Linked DNA regions of Pan troglodytes: region 2 is linked to region 1. The links are chromatin contacts, called in public Hi-C maps. All regions are on one chromosome and are shown on one strand. Each heading gives the region's core, a stretch centred on a gene start, on an enhancer-like site or on the middle of the called end of the contact. The rest is flanking DNA. Distances are from core to core; before and after follow the strand shown.

Evidence for each region. A called contact is a pair of places that touch in the nucleus more often than the background predicts.
Region 2: a contact with region 1 is called in a Hi-C map of stem cell-derived neural progenitor cells, with 7 times the contacts expected there. The contact joins the enhancer-like site here to the promoter of FJX1 in region 1. A contact is called at or near these places in 4 of 7 Hi-C or Micro-C datasets (blood, induced pluripotent stem cells and stem cell-derived neural progenitor cells), 1 of 1 datasets of contacts at active chromatin or transcription factors (stem cell-derived excitatory neurons) and 1 of 1 other capture datasets (stem cell-derived neural stem cells).

Annotation. Positions count from the first base shown.
Region 1 is chr9:39,627,881-39,630,580 of NHGRI_mPanTro3-v2.0_pri, forward strand. It overlaps FJX1 (four-jointed box kinase 1), which reads left to right and starts at 1,392. Exons shown (of 1, transcript XM_508371.7): 1 at 1,392-2,700. The coding sequence starts at 1,686.
Region 2 is chr9:39,831,418-39,834,350 of NHGRI_mPanTro3-v2.0_pri, forward strand. No RefSeq gene overlaps it. Among named protein-coding and RNA genes, the nearest start is that of LDLRAD3, 120 kb to the right of the region's middle. Within about 2 kb of position 1,519, at least 11 of the 24 cell types and tissues checked have an H3K27ac peak or open chromatin away from gene starts, as enhancers often do. A contact at or near this core is called in induced pluripotent stem cells, stem cell-derived neural progenitor cells and stem cell-derived neural stem cells, where this site is marked.

The sequences.
Region 1 (2,700 bases), core at 142-2,641:
GAAAGGAGAGAAACGATACACACCATGTAAGGAAACAGATTTCAAACTCTGGCCTTTGAGAGGTGGATTCCACCATGCCCCTGATCTTGTGTCTACCCTGGGAATCTCAGTGTGGATCTGGGACTCATTCTGATACAGAGAGGTAAGGGAGGGCCGACTGGCATCCAAAAGTTTTCCTAGTAAATGTAACCCAGAGGTGGCTGGAAGATGTGTTGGGGTGAAGAGGTTGTTCATTTTGTTTTCTTTGCTCCTTCACCGCCTCCCTCCCCCCCCCCACCACCACCATTTCTTTTTCCCTTAAATCGTAAAAGCAGTAAATCAAATGCAGTATGGGATTGAGGTTTTTTTCCTTTTCATTTGAAAAATCCTTTTAATTGAAAAATCACATTTGGGGAACAAAGTGGTCAAATGACAGTGAATTTCAAACTTGAGAATGCTGACTTGATTAAAAAAGAAATACTGATCTTTCTTAATGGAGGGAAAATCAAGTGCATGCGGCCAGGAGACCTGGGTTTGACTTTTAGCTTCGCCACTTGCTAATTGTGCAATCCTGAGCAACACCCATCCCTTCTCTGTGCCTCAGTTTCCTCATGGACAAAACGGTATCATTTCTTTCGAAAAGTCGTCCCTGACTCCCCTCTCCCCAACACGAGGTTGGATGGCTATAATCTCTCTTAGCAACCTGAGAGTCCCACTGGGATGTAAATTCCAGCAGCACTGGGACCCGGATCTGTGGACTTTGCTTCTGGTAAGCAGAACCAGAACCGAGGGGCAGTCGCTGTGTTGAATGGATCCATGAATGAATGGGAGATGGCCTAGGTGTTCAAGGGGCACGTGCACAGCGAGGCTTCACTCCCTGGGAGTCCCTTGGGAAAGGCAGAGCGGCCAATACTGATTGGTGCTGATGTGCGAGCTCGGAAAAGGGAGTGTCGGTTCAAAGTTGTTGGCTACAGCGGGTTCCTCTTTCCGCTGGAATCACATCCTCTGTGGCTCGGAGACATTCCCAGGGATTTACATAAAGCAGCGTGAATCACCCAGACAGAAACTGAGAAAGCAAAGGGACCCTGCCTGATCCTAGCCTGGCGGAGCTCGGAAAGAGGTGGAAATCTGTCTGAAGTTTGCAGGAGATCCGCGCTGCCTAGGCAAAGGGACCCGGCGACCACGACACCACCGCGAGGGCCCAGGGCGCGTCCCTCCCGCCAGGCCCCAGACTCCGGCTCTGCGCCACCCCCTCCTACGCCCCGGCGCGGGCGCAGCCAGTCCGGCTTCCTCCAGGCCCCTAAGTCCCAGACCGAGTGTGGGGCCGCCTCTCCCTCTCGGAAGGAGCCATCGCCGCTTTAAGTGGAAGAGGAGAGGAAGGGGGCGGGGGAGCGGGGGGCGGGGAGCGGAGGCGGAGGAGGGGGAGGGGGATCCCCCTCGCTCCCACGTGGTCCGGGCGCCTGTGAATCGCGCCCACCGGAGGGTCTCACAGCGAAATACAAAAGCAGCTGGGAAGCGGCGGGGACTCGAGTTCCCAGCGCCGGGCGGAGCGCCGGACAGAGCCCCGCAGCACCCCGCGGCCGCGATGGGGCCGAAGCGCCCGAAGCCTCGGAGCCCACAAACTGCCGGGCCCGCCTCGCCGCCGGGACCCGGGTGCCTGGGCTCGGCTTGAAGCGGCGGCGGCGCACCGGCACAGCCGCGGGAGCATGGGCAGGAGGATGCGGGGCGCCGCCGCCACCGCGGGGCTCTGGCTGCTGGCGCTGGGCTCGCTGCTGGCGATGTGGGGAGGGCTCCTGCCGCCGCGGACCGAGCTGCCCGCCTCCCGGCCGCCCGAAGACCGACTCCCACGGCGCCCGGCCCGGAGCGGCGGCCCCGCGCCCGCGCCTCGCTTCCCTCTGCCCCCGCCCCTGGCGTGGGACGCCCGCGGCGGCTCCCTGAAAACTTTCCGGGCGCTGCTCACCCTGGCGGCCGGCGCGGACGGCCCGCCCCGGCAGTCCCGGAGCGAGCCCAGGTGGCACGTGCCAGCCAGGCGGCCCCGGCCGGAGGAGAGCGCCGCGGTGCACGGGGGCGTCTTCTGGAGCCGCGGCCTGGAAGAGCAGGTGCCCCCGGGCTTTTCGGAGGCCCAGGCGGCGGCGTGGCTGGAGGCGGCTCGCGGCGCCCGGGTGGTGGCCCTGGAGCGCGGGGGTTGCGGGCGCAGCTCCAACCGACTGGCCCGTTTTGCCGACGGCACCCGCGCCTGCGTGCGCTACGGCATCAACCCGGAGCAGATTCAGGGCGAGGCCCTGTCCTACTACCTGGCGCGCCTGCTGGGCCTCCAGCGCCACGTGCCGCCGCTGGCACTGGCTCGGGTGGAGGCTCGGGGCGCGCAGTGGGCGCAGGTGCAGGAGGAGCTGCGCGCTGCTCACTGGACCGAGGGCAGCGTGGTGAGCCTGACACGCTGGCTGCCCAACCTCACGGACGTGGTGGTGCCCGCGCCCTGGCGCTCGGAGGACGGCCGTCTGCGCCCCCTCCGGGATGCCGGGGGTGAGCTGGCCAACCTCAGCCAGGCGGAGCTGGTGGACCTAGTACAATGGACCGACTTAATCCTCTTCGACTACCTGACGGCCAACTTCGACCGGCTCGTAAGCAACCTCTTCAGCCTGCAGTGGGACCCGCGCGTCATGCAGCGTGCCACCAGCAACCTGCACCGCGGTCCGGGCGGGGCGCTGGTCTTTCTGGACA
Region 2 (2,933 bases), core at 269-2,768, 200 kb after region 1:
TTGGATAGGAAATTTGGTGGTATCCAATCCCATTTTTAGAAATCTCCCTGAAAGAAATGTGACATAGGTACAAAGCTTTTTGCATAAGAATGATCATGTAGCATTGCTTTTAAGGGCAAAAAATGTGGTAATGACGTCAGTATTCATTAACAGGGGACGGGCTAAGTGTCTGAGGATCTGTCCTTGTAGAAGAACACTCTCCAGAAAATCAAGGGTAGGTTTGTCTCTGCTGACTCAGCCCAGCAAACAGTGCTTCCGAAAATCACTGAGGCCTCCAAGTTCAGATTGGGAATCACAACTTTCCTTCCTGCAATCACAGAACATTCTCTGGGAAGCTAATCAGGATGACTTTTCTTTAACTGGGAAGAGTGGATTTGTGTCACTCCAGCCAAACTCTGAAGAGGCACAAGCCCTAATGAGGAAGAGATCAAGGAACATTGTTGAACGATACCCTGGTTCTCAGTATAATCCCATCTCACGACTGTGACCTTCAAGTCATAGGGCCAGTAGAGTAGGTCAAATGAGTTAAAACCCTAACTTTTGGACTTTGATAACCTTCCTTAGAGCTCTCTACTGTGAGAAGAAAAGGTCATCTGCTAGGCCATGTTCAAGCAAAGAAAAGTGGGATTTTTCCCATCTCTCATGATTCCCCAATCCCAATCCTTTAGGGTTTACCTATTCATGTTAACCAAAAACACTGAGTTGGAAGTGGAGCCAAGCCCCTTACCACTTTACCACTCCCTAACCTCATTCCTGTTATGTCTGATTTCTACCAAACAGGAGCATTAACCGAGATCCCTTTCCCCAAAACAAAAGCTTTGCCCATTTGAGGCTCTTGTTTTGTTTGGGCCCTTCTTGCTATCCTTCTCTTGTTCTGCGCTTCGTTTTCTCTGGGCCCCATTCATTCCAGTTTCACGAGAGAAGAGGAGAAAGTACAGACCACAAGAAGGAAAAGTATTGTAATTCTGGTTGCTTTTTTACCCACAGATGACGACTCCTATTGTAGCAGCCGCATCACGTGTATCATTGAGCGCTCCATCGTGCCCTTGACCCTTCCTAGTCCCGGCTCCTTGTCTTGGAGCAACAAAATGAAAAAGCTGAAGGCCAGGCGTGGTGGCTCACGCCTCTAATTCCAACACTTTGGGAGGCTGAGGTGGGTGAATCACTTGAGGCCAGGGGTTGGAGACCAGCCTGGCCAACATGGTGAAACCCCGTCTGTACTAAAAATACAAAAATTAGCTGGGCATGGTGGTTTATGCCTGTAATCCCAGCTACTCGGTAGGTGGAGGCATGAGAATCGCGTGAACCCGGGAGGCGGAGGTTGCAGTGAGCTGAGATCGTGCCACTGCCCCCTCCAGCCTTGGGGACAGAGTGAGACTCTGCCTCAAAAAAAAAAAAAAAAAAAAAAAGCTGAGGCGAACGCCTCTGCGCCCCCTAGAGGTTGGAGAGTGCAACCAACAATGAGTGTGAACACATGGAAAAGCTCAGTGCCAGCCTCCAAGCTGTTAGCAATGAAGAGGGAGCTTGTGGGGCAGGCTGATCCAAGTCCCAACCGCCCTGAAGGGAGATTATAATCCCCAGTTCCTCCTCAAGAACTTCTCCATTGTAAGGCAAATCCCACTTTTCTTCTTGCTCCCATATTGGCACCTAGATATCAAGGGAGGCAAAACCAAATCCTTGGCGTCTCAGCTCTGCTTTTGTAAACCAATTTCCCCACTAATAAGAATTGGAGATTGTGTTTCCCCGTGCAGTGCCAGACCAGGCCAGCAGGGGTCTAACATTAGTTGCTTTTAACCTACAATGACTGGCTCTCCACCGTAGTGGCTGAGTGAGTGAACTTGAAGTGAAGAGCTAATAGCCATGACTGGAGAAAACACGTATAAATAGTGCATCCATTTTTGTAGTAAGACTAAAAACAGTCCAACCCACAGGATATCGATTTTCCTTATCCACAATGAAGTGCTTGGTTTAATACACTTTTCCTGTTTAATCTGAAAATGCATTCATAAATAGAGCTATCTTAATCCAGGATCTTGGACCATCCAGATTTCTGTCTGAAACAGTTCACTAATTGCTGTTTGGTCTCTAAAGAGGATGCCATGAGGACTAAAGATTATATAATAAAAAAGACAATGTCTCAAAAAGCAAATGTCTCCAACTTATAGATGTCATAGTTTTAAAAACAAAAAAACACATGAGTTTAGTATTTCTGGATCATTCTTAAGGTTGGTATTTGAAACTGTAAGCTCAAATCTTTACATTGTCCTTGAATATATTTTCACTGTGGCTATTAATTACAACAATGATTAAATACCTAAAAAACTATTGTACTTTCCAGTTTTCAGTCTTTTTACATACATTATCTCATGTGGTCCTTTAATACAAGAAAAAAATTAGTCTCATTTTATGGCCAATGAAATTGAGGCTCAGAGAGGTAAAGAATGTTGCCTGAGATCACACCACTAGTAGTAGCAGAGCTGGTAATTTTCCATGCCAAATGCAGCAATTAAAGTCCATGGGCATTACAGGACATTTACATATGCAAACATTTATGTAATGCAACCTTATTATGAATGGCATTTTTCAGCAACTAACCTGATTTTACTTATTAATATCTATTTATATCTTGTTGCTATGATAGAATAATCATACTATAATTTCTTTAAATTAACGGAATGCATGCTTTTGATGAAGTGCACATTCCTTCACATAGCCCTCCCTGTTCTATGTTTGGCTCTTTGATGAGATAGCAGGAAGTGGCAAGAATCCAATCTACCCAGATTCAAAAATTCTCCTTATCTTAAACAGGCCACTCTGTCAGAGAAAATGAAACTGTTTTAATCACATAACGACCTGAAGTGCTAGGTACTATTATTTTTCTAGATGAAAGAAGAGGCACAGAGAGGCCAGCTTGCCCAAGTGCAACAACTATA